Linked DNA regions of Xenopus tropicalis: region 2 is linked to region 1. Evidence: chromatin contacts called from public Hi-C data. All regions are on one chromosome and are shown on one strand. Each heading gives the region's core, a stretch centred on a gene start, on an enhancer-like site or on the middle of the called end of the contact. The rest is flanking DNA. Distances are from core to core; before and after follow the strand shown.

Region 1 (4,829 bases), core at 1,016-3,515:
TTATCAAAAGAGATTTCAGATTTTCACTCTGTAAGTTATTTAAAGTATGTATTATTTTTATGTGTTATTTTAAGTCATGTAAAGTACAAAAAATATTCTGTATTCATAAATCATATTAGTAAATGTAACATCTTGGTTTTTTAGATAAATTTCTTTAACAATATATCTTTATATTTAAATGTAAATATATATAACTATATCTTGCTGTATAATATCTTGTTATTTTACTAACATGGAAATCAGAGATAACCATTCACAGCCGTAACATAAAAAAAAGGACATTTTTCAAATTGGGGCTTTCAAGAAACAAATGCTTTTAGGATAAAGCTAATTTGAAGTTTTCAGCAGTACGTAAATCACCTTGTCCCCCTCCATCCATAATTTGATTGCAAAGTAGCCTTTAGAATGGAAACAGGCTGACAGATGACAATTGAGCAGTGCTAATCGGATTATAAGAGAGGCGGGATTCCCTCAGGTACAATTCATCACGACTTGTCACACAACTTACAAACCTACTTGTTTCCAACCAGTACCAGAAAATCAAAATGCAATTTCAGATTCAATTTCCACTACTAAAGAGGTTAATATGCTAAAGCTAAAGATCCTGTTCTCTCCTTGGCTGTTTAGTGTTTTAATCATTTAATCAAACTGTGCAGTTATAGTAAGTTCTTGTGGCAAGAGACTGTACTATGTTATGCTTCTACCACCCTCCAGCTGCAGTTTCTCCATTGCTGAAATGATTGCTTTACTATTTGGCAAATGCACCAATAAAAAATTCTACATTTATTCTATATTTAAATAGTACATTTTTACAATTTATCATATGGATATATACTCTAAGGGGCACATTTACTAATCCCCGAACGTCCGAAAAGTGTCCGAATGTGTTTTTTTCGCAATGATCGGTGTTTTGCGACTTTTTTGTGAATTGTCGCAAATTTTTCGAGCTCAATACAAAAAAGTTGCGGCAATTCGCTAAAGTCATAATGGCTATGAAAAAGTCGCGACAATTCACGAAAGTCATAATGGCTATGAAAAAGTTGCGACAATTCCCGAAATTTGTAATGGCTATGAAAAAGTAGACGATTCGCGCAAGTCATAACGGCTACGGAAAAGTCGCGACAGTGACGAAAAAAATCGCAAAAAATACGAAAAAGTCGCAAAATGTTCGTTTCCATTCCGATTTTTTCCCATTCGGGATTCGGATTCGTGGATTAGTAAATCAGCCCCTAAATGTTTTTTCCAAAAAAAATCACAGTCAGTGTTTATAGATAAAAAAAACTATTTGTGCTCTCATCTCAGGAAATGGGGGTTCTCCTTTATTGTGGGACAGGTAAAACTACATCGAAGAAAGAATATCTATCTGTCTAAAGGTGATCATACATGGACTGAATCATGCTGTGGTCCAGTCAATTGGCCTATGGTTTAAATGAACAGGTAACTTACAATGGGCCATTCCTTTGTGTATAGCCATCTTTGTATTGTTCAATTCATTTGGGCTGCTCCCCCCCCCACCTCAGAACAGTAATTAAGTCAAATAGAGCCTGAACCCAAAAAGTCTGAAAACAATTAATTCAACTCTTCAGTAAATTATAGTACTCTACCCATAGTGCTAGTATATATGTAACATAATTCATTGTCTCCATTTTGTAAAACTTTCTTTTTTTACTTTTGCCCTGTCACAATCTGTCAAATAAAAGGGCACATTCAATTACCCTGGCGTAGTGAGCAAAGTGCAATATCGGACACAATTGCCATGTTTTTTTCCCACAATACATTGGTTGTTTCAAAAAGTCAACTGCATTGTGCCTGGTGCAACTGCATCCAATTCGTCAAAATAGATGCAACTGCATGTCCACTTTGTTGCAAATCGGGTGTAGTTCAGAATGTGAGTGATGCCTGAGGTACAACTGTATTGCAGCAATTGAGGCAGGGCACTGAGGGAACCCTGGAGCAACTGGGTAGTGGTAGCTCTAGGGTTCGCATAGCACAGTGAGCTCAGTTTGGAACGGAAGGCAAGAAGGACCAATACGCACTGAAAGCAACTATACAGAAGTACACAGAGCACATTTGGAAGCAAGTACCTTTAATGAAGTGGTTTTAGATGCAACTCAATGAGGGGGAAAAGCACAAGTTTCCAACCGCATCTGTGGACGTAAATGAGCCCTTGAGTAACATTGATAGAAAGTATTGCTCAATTTGTTCAAACCATGTGAGAAGGTGCATTAGCACGTGTCTTTTTAGTTTGGGCAGGCCGTACTAGGGGAGCAGGCGAGATGCTGGGTCAGCAAACAAAAGAACACAGTGAAGCACAATTAAGGCACTCACAGAACACTTAACTGGAGTAAGAAATGTAATGTAAGGCCGGAGGAGCAGCAATATCAAGGTTACAGTAGTCTCAGACTCATACCTGTTGGACAGCATGAGCAGAAATTGCCCAACCAAATTTGAGCACAGACTCCAAATCCAGAAAGAAATGTCACAAAATGTTTAGCACCTTTATTTCATTTTCGAGTAGCTATAATTTGGGGCTTACATTTTCTCACATTGAAAACATCCAAGAACATTTTTCAAGAAATGAGCACGGTTCCCATAGACTTTAAACAGCACCTTGAGATCCCTCACGTAAGTGCACTAACAAAGGTTTTATTTCCAACAAACACTGAGGAGCCTGTTGGCTAGAATGGATCTCCGTAGGTTTGTGCTCCAAAATTCTTTTGCTGAAATGATGCCAGTGAGAACACTGATAAATATCACAGAAAGCTCTATCGACGGGAGAAATGGCCATTTTCTCTTTTCATTATTTTCATGAATAAGCTAAATATCTTGATTGGAAAGTACATTTAGGTGTATCAGCGTTTCCTAGCTTTTCCCTGGTACATTCGTTAGTTTAGAACGTAGCTTACAACTTATTTCCTGTCATTCACCCAACTTATTTCTCAGCCTAAAATACCTAAAGGAAAGCACAATGCTGGATCCCAAGGGCTTTGACCTATTGTAATAAGAATGTCAAGTAACACCGAATCCATCAACAACCATGTTTTCTCTATGAGCTACTTAACATCTGCATATTTTCCAGCCTTCATTATTTTTGGGTTGTTTACACTACTGCTACAGCCGACAGAAAAAGGCAAAAAAAGGGTATGTTTGAGTAAATCTCTTTTCTAGTCATAAATAAACTAGTCATAAATAAAGCCAAGCTACTATAGACCAGTAAAGCTTACATCAGTAGTTAGGAAACATTCAAAGTGATTAAGAAAATGCTCTTCATGAATAAGTTATAGACAATAAATTGATTACAGAGAATCAACATCATATTTGAAGGATTGGTTGTGTCAAACAAATGTAATTAGCATCTATGAGGAGCAAAGTAGCAAATGAAATCAGGGCACAGCTGTTGATAAGATATCTATTGATTCTGCATCTGATACTGTTCCACCTAACAGACTGGGACATTTAGGGGACTAGAGGAAAAGATCTAGACTGTATATGGCAAAGTGCAGGTTCAGGTATAGGACCCGTTATCCAGAATGCTCGGGACCAAGGGTATTCCCGGATAAGGGGTCTTTCCGTAATTTGGATCTCCATACCTTAAGTCTACTAAAAAATGAATAAAACATTATTTAAACCCAATAGGATTATTTTGCATCCAATGAGGATTATTTATACCTTAGTTGGGATCAAGTACAAGATACTGTTTTATTATTACAGAGAAAAAGGAAATCAGTTTTAAAATTCTCACTTATTTGATTATAATGGAGTCTATGGGAGACAGGCTTTCCGTAATTCGGAGCTTTCTGGATAACGGGTTTCCGGATAAGGTATCCCATACCTGTACTTGCAAAAATGGAGTTTCACAGGATCAGTAATAGGCCCAGTTATTTGTGGTCACTTTATAAATAATATTGAAGGTCCATAGAAAAAAGTCCATATATGCAGATGACCAATACTTATGTAAGGCTCAGAAGTGTTGAATGTTCAGGGGATCTAAAATAGACCCTGGCATTCCAAGTACACAGAGGACCAAACAGCCCCCCCAGCCCAATAAATAGTGAGTGTGTATGGCATCTTACAGCAGCCCCTCTGGCATTTGCCTGAACCCACAGATTGCCAGTCCGGGCCTGACAATGTAAAACATTAGTAAGCTATTTTAAATGAGTGACCATTGGGTAAAGATTAAAAAGTAGTAGGGTGACAAGTGGGGACAACCATGATTGGTTTGACAAAGTAACCATACCTACAGAGTCTAATTAAACAGTGACCTCCAGTGGTCAAGTAATTAAGAAAAATGATGGAATGCTCAGTTAACAACCCTATCTAAACCTGGCTAGACATGTAAAGATCTGCTTGTTTGATGACCTCTTTGCCCTCTTTCCAGTTCTTTGCCCAATTTGGCCACCCAAATATGAGGCGAAATCAGACTGATCCATTTGTTGGCCAGGGGGCCAATGATTGGTTCCTACAGGGACCCATTAGATGAGGACATTGATGCGGTCCTCTCCTAATGTGATTTTTAAACCTGCCCAATAGATATTTGGTTGACTTTTGGCCAGATATTGGTCGGACAGGCTGCCCTGAGTGCCCTTTACTGATTTAACGATTGATATATCTAAAGGTGAAAAGGTCTTGGAAGCCAAATTGACTGAACTGAGAGGAAGCAGCGAAGGGATCTACTTTCTTAGCTTCACCTGGGTAGCTGGCTTAATGTTAGGTTTTGAAGACAATCATCAAAGCATAGCGGCTCCGTTCTACTGACCACTGGGAAAACTCTGGCAGTATTACCTAAAATGATATCCTGCCCCTCTGCGTTTTAACCTCCAGGCCTCGTT
Region 2 (5,103 bases), core at 1,357-3,856, 96 kb before region 1:
ATAATCCCAGGGGCACTTAATACTTAAAATGGCAGTATTCTACTTAAGAGTATCCAATGACACATACTACTAAAAAAGTACATTTTTATGAAAATGGTTTATATAGATGAAGTAAGGCTTTAGACATGAGCTGTTTTAGGCAATGTATTTTTTACAAAGCGAGGAGGTTTCCATCGGCCTGTTGTTACTCTGTACCCTGAATAACACGCTACATAGAGGTCTCTCCCTACAACATAACCAGTCCGGTCACATGTATCTAACATAGCCATGAGCGGAGAGAAACCCCAACAGTGTGACAGTGCTGGAACGAGACTCTAATCACGTTAACTTCTTGTAACAGAGACCAGCACGGCTAAACAATGTGTTGCCACATTCCATAATATTGTCATTGAACATGTGAAGTGGATAATTACCATCCAGGGCACTGCGCAGCATATGTGTATAGAAATGCTAGATCAAAGGGGAATCCTCGTCTGCATATAAAAAAGCCCTACTTTGCTATAATTGTTATATTGAGAGCGTTCCCATGGGTCTCGCTGAAAAATCCTTTCTCCCTGCTCGGCTTTTATGCAAAATAATGTTTTCCAGATTGCTGCGTATTATAAGAAGACAGGCTGAACCAACAAATTAAAGACGTAAATACCTTAACGATTAACCCCTTGGTGCTCAGAAAGAATACATAAAATAACTGCAAAGTTAATCCTTATCTCTCTCTCTCTATATATATATATAGTCAGTGGGAATCGCAATGTACAATTACATATACCTTACACTTTACACTGACAATAGTAAGTTTACTTAGGTTGAATAAAGACAATAGTCAACATATACTTAGATTGTAAGCTCTACGGGGCAGGGACCTCCTTCCTACTGTGTCTCATACCACATGGCACTTAAACATACATACATACATATACATACAATCAATCCCATATAGATATGTACACATACAAAAAGGTCTAGACTGGGCTTTTAAAGAACCCTGGCATTTAAAGAACAGAGAGGCCCAAACAGCCCCACCAGCCCAATTAATAGTGACTGTCTATGGCGTCTTACAGCAGCCCCCCTGGCATTTGCCTGAACCCACAGATTGCCAGTCTGGGCCTGCATATGTACATATACATGACTAATATGATATGCCAATCTTGAGGCAGGCGGTATTGGATTGATCTGGTCATTTTGCCGGAGGGCCAGATGGTTAAATCACATTTGTGGGATGTAGGCTATTGGAGCGCTTATCATCCGAATTGGATTTGTAAACCCAATTTTCAGCCAGATATTGGTCAGGTAGGCCTGTCTGAGCATCCCATACATTGGCCAAAAAGCTGTCTGTCTGTCAGCCACTTTTATCAGCCTGTGTATGGCCACCTTTAGAGCTATGCAGTGTCAGACTGGGACCCCAGGGGCCCACCAGAAAACCTAAGACTGTATAACTAGTCTCCAAACTATTTTTTCTCCTTTCTTCACCCAACCTTTATTCTCCTAGTCTCTTTTATTTACTGTACATGCTAGCATCTATTCTTCAATCTATTTCTCCTTTTTGTTCCCATTCAGAAATAGGGAATAACCAGGTCAAATTGTCAGGAGCAGGAGGGCCCACTGACACCTAGGCCCACTGGGGTTTTTTCCTGGTGGGCCAGTCACTGGACACTGGAGCAACGGCACACAGGGAGATTAGTCATCCAGCGGTTAAATCTTGGCTACTGCAGGCAACTAATCTCCCTGAAACACAACGTTTCCTGCACTTCAGGGTAGTTGCCCACAATAGCTGAGATTAATCCGCAGGCGACTAATCTGCCATTCTGCTATTGCCCTTACTTTACTGACCTTTCCACTGTTTTATTGCATTAATACTATCCACAAAAAGGACATTGGTCTTATGTGACCATTTGTGCCCAGACGTGTTTGTAGAGTTTGGACTTATAACAATGATGCCAATAAAAGTCTCAGGGAAGAAAGACAGTTGAGTTTACAAACAATGGGCATGAATAGAGCATGAATACATAACTCTTTGTTAATAGTAACAGACAATTTTCTGAAAGCGCCACCACCACAGCATTTCTCATCGGATTATCTCAAAGACAATTCCTGCTGTATCATATTTCCAAGAAAAAAATGCAACTTGTCTTATGTGTAATTATCCTAACCTTCATATAAGTGCTGCAGATCCAGAAAGACAAGAACTGTTCCTAAGATCTATCAAAGTGACTGCAAGTATAGGGTGACTTCTAGAGCTGACTGGGTGGGCAACAAGTGCAAGAATCTATACAAATACAAATAACATCAAACCATAAAAAAGGTTTCATACACATTTAGATGCAAAGTACAACTGGTTTGTAGAAGTTTCATCAGTATTGGGTATATTTTACTACAAAAATGTCTGTCTCTGTGTAGCCTGAAAAATGGGTGTGCCTGGCCCTTGGGCATTTGTTTGTTATTCACCTAATTGAAGACCTAATAAATACATGTTCTTAGGTGTAGTTGAAAACCTTTGTAGCTACAAACAAGGGTCATTGGTCAATAATTAAAAACACATTATGACAATAAAGCTGCAGAGAAAGAACTGGTAGTGTCAGCATAGGGTAGACGAGGAGTGATTTGTGACTCCAGATAATGAAGAATACAGATTTCCCAGTGTTCCACACGATATATAGCACCAGCTAATGTCACAGCAGGACATGTCAGAATGTTATCACTGCTATTTTCTCCAGAAAAGAAACAGCAAAACTGGTGCCACTGTTGCTTACTGCTTCTCGTTTGGTATGGGGCAACTGCAAGCCCGGACTGGCAATCTATGGGTTCTAAGGGGCCGCTGTAAGATGTCATAGACAGTCACTATTTATTGGGCTGGTGGGGGCTGTTTGGGCCTCTCTGTATTTGAAATGCCTAGGCCTATTTTGAATCCCAGACATGGACAACTGGATGACTGTTGTTGCTCCAGGGTATTGGAAGACATGTTATAAAGGATTTGAGCCCTACTTGAATCTAATTGTATCCATTTCTTTACAATAAAACAAGCAGATTATAGGACTGGGGTGCATGCTTTCCTATTGATGCCTGTGGACTGGATATATAAATGATGTGTTCATCAGTTATCAACATTGAATTAAAGGGGCTGTTCACCTTAAAATTTACTTTTGCTATGATGTAGAGATGTACAGAGTGATTTTGTTTTTCATTATTTAGCTTTTTGTTCAGTAGCTTTCCAGTTTGGAATTCCAGCGCCTGTCTGGTTGCTATGGTCTAAATTGCCCTAGTAACCAGATGAGAGACTGGTATATGAATAGGAGAGGCCTGAATAGGTAGATAAGTAATAAAAAAATAACAATAACATTGTAGACTCAAAAAGCAATTTCTTTTTTGGCTGCCAGGGTGAGTAGCCCCTATTTAAAAGCTTAGAAAAAGTCAGAAAAAGAAATAAAAAATACTAGGAAAATTAAAAAATGAAAACCAACTGAAAAGTTACTGAGAACTGGCCATTCTATTAAATACTAAAAGTTAACTTGGAGATGCCCAGCCCTTTAAACAAGGCCTTAGTTTAGGTTGACCTGAGCCCAGAATATGATTTACCTGTCAACATTGCTAGAAGATAAGGTACAATTCTATTTAGTAATCTGGGAACAATTAAAAATATACTCAATATATACCCTATGTGACAAAGTTCTATTATTGTACGTAGGGATGTAAAATCAGGGCAGCACAATGTTGGCAATCTTACCTGATAATGTTTTATTCACATTTACCCCCTCACCTTATCCCTTGTACAACTCCAAGCGTGTTAACCTTCCTTAAGGTCCCCGTACACCTTTAGATCCGCTCGCTTGGCGATGTCACCCTGGGGCCAAATCATCGAATTATAACGATGGGTATAGGCAAAGATCCGACTAGATTTTTTAACCTGCCCAATCGACATCTGGCCGATTTCAGGCCAGATATCCGTCGGGCAGGCTCATGGGTAGTGCCCATACATGGGCCGATAAGCTGCCGAATTGGTCTAAGGGACCGATATCGGCAGCTAAAATCAGCCCATGTATGGGGACCTTTACAATTAAAAAATTAAATAAAGAGGAATTTAAAAAATTACATTTTTTCTAGCAGGAAAGTTTCTGCCTCAAATGTGCCTGAAAGAACTTTAGGGCCCAGAGTAAAAGGCAACACAATGTATATTCAACAATATTGGTGTTAAATTGAAAACAGATTAAAGCTTGAGTATGAGCTAATGGGCTGAAATGAATGCAATTCTGCAGTCACTCAGAGCTAAGTGTATTGCACAGTGACATACAGGCTGCGCCAGTCGTCTTGTTTTTATCCTAATTATAATTAAGGTGTTAATGTACCTGGATGGCTCAGGCTTCACGTCTCTACCTTTCACTCCCGGTATCTGAGGGGACAGATTGTTGTTTGTTTAAGGTATTGAAGTAATGAGGGGGATTAGCATAGACAAGATTCAAGGTGTGACACCCAAAAGAGTGGTAGTGTATACTCCTAATCACCCACAACAATGCCATGTGTCTGCAAATGACAATAAATCAATAAGGAAAATGGCAAACATTATAGATTTCTATATACAGGTATGGGATCAATTATACAGAAACCTGTTATCCAGAAAGCTTAGAATTACAGGAAGGCTGTCTGCTAGAGAGTTCATTTTAATCAAATAATTAAAAATGTTTTGAGTGTTGTCAATACATTTTGGTATATACACAAATTTTACAGTCAGTTACAGAAATTGAAATGCCAGTGCCAGCTGCAAGCTATTTGCTGTCTGCATATATAAGAGTTTACTGATGTTACTGATGGTCTGGAGTCAGACAAGGGCCACATTAATGTACCAATGCCAACATCCTTGTCCAATGGGATTTTCAAACCCAGAGATATCTGAGCATCATCTTGGTCATTTCTCTCTAGAAGAACTACAGGGATCTAAAATGTGCCATCATGGGCCTAAAGTAGTGATCCAAATTACGAAATATCCCTTATCCAGCGAACCCCAGGTCCCAAGCATTCTGGATAACAGGTCCCATATCCTGTACTTGATTGTAGCATAAATCTGTATTGGTGTGAAAACAATCCTATATATTTTATTTAATGTTTAGATCTTTT

What was found. A called contact is a pair of places that touch in the nucleus more often than the background predicts.
Region 2: a Hi-C map of gastrula embryo shows a contact between it and region 1, with 2.1 times the contacts expected there. The contact joins two enhancer-like sites. A contact is called at or near these places in 2 of 5 Hi-C or Micro-C datasets (gastrula embryo and neurula embryo).

What each region holds. Positions count from the first base shown.
Region 1 is chr4:135,261,022-135,265,850 of UCB_Xtro_10.0, reverse strand. No RefSeq gene overlaps it. Among named protein-coding and RNA genes, the nearest start is that of gata2, 150 kb to the left of the region's middle. Within about 2 kb of position 2,265, at least 2 of the 11 cell types and tissues checked have an H3K27ac peak or open chromatin away from gene starts, as enhancers often do. A contact at or near this core is called in gastrula embryo, where this site is marked.
Region 2 is chr4:135,356,679-135,361,781 of UCB_Xtro_10.0, reverse strand. No RefSeq gene overlaps it. Among named protein-coding and RNA genes, the nearest start is that of gata2, 56 kb to the left of the region's middle. Within about 2 kb of position 2,606, at least 4 of the 11 cell types and tissues checked have an H3K27ac peak or open chromatin away from gene starts, as enhancers often do. A contact at or near this core is called in gastrula embryo, where this site is marked.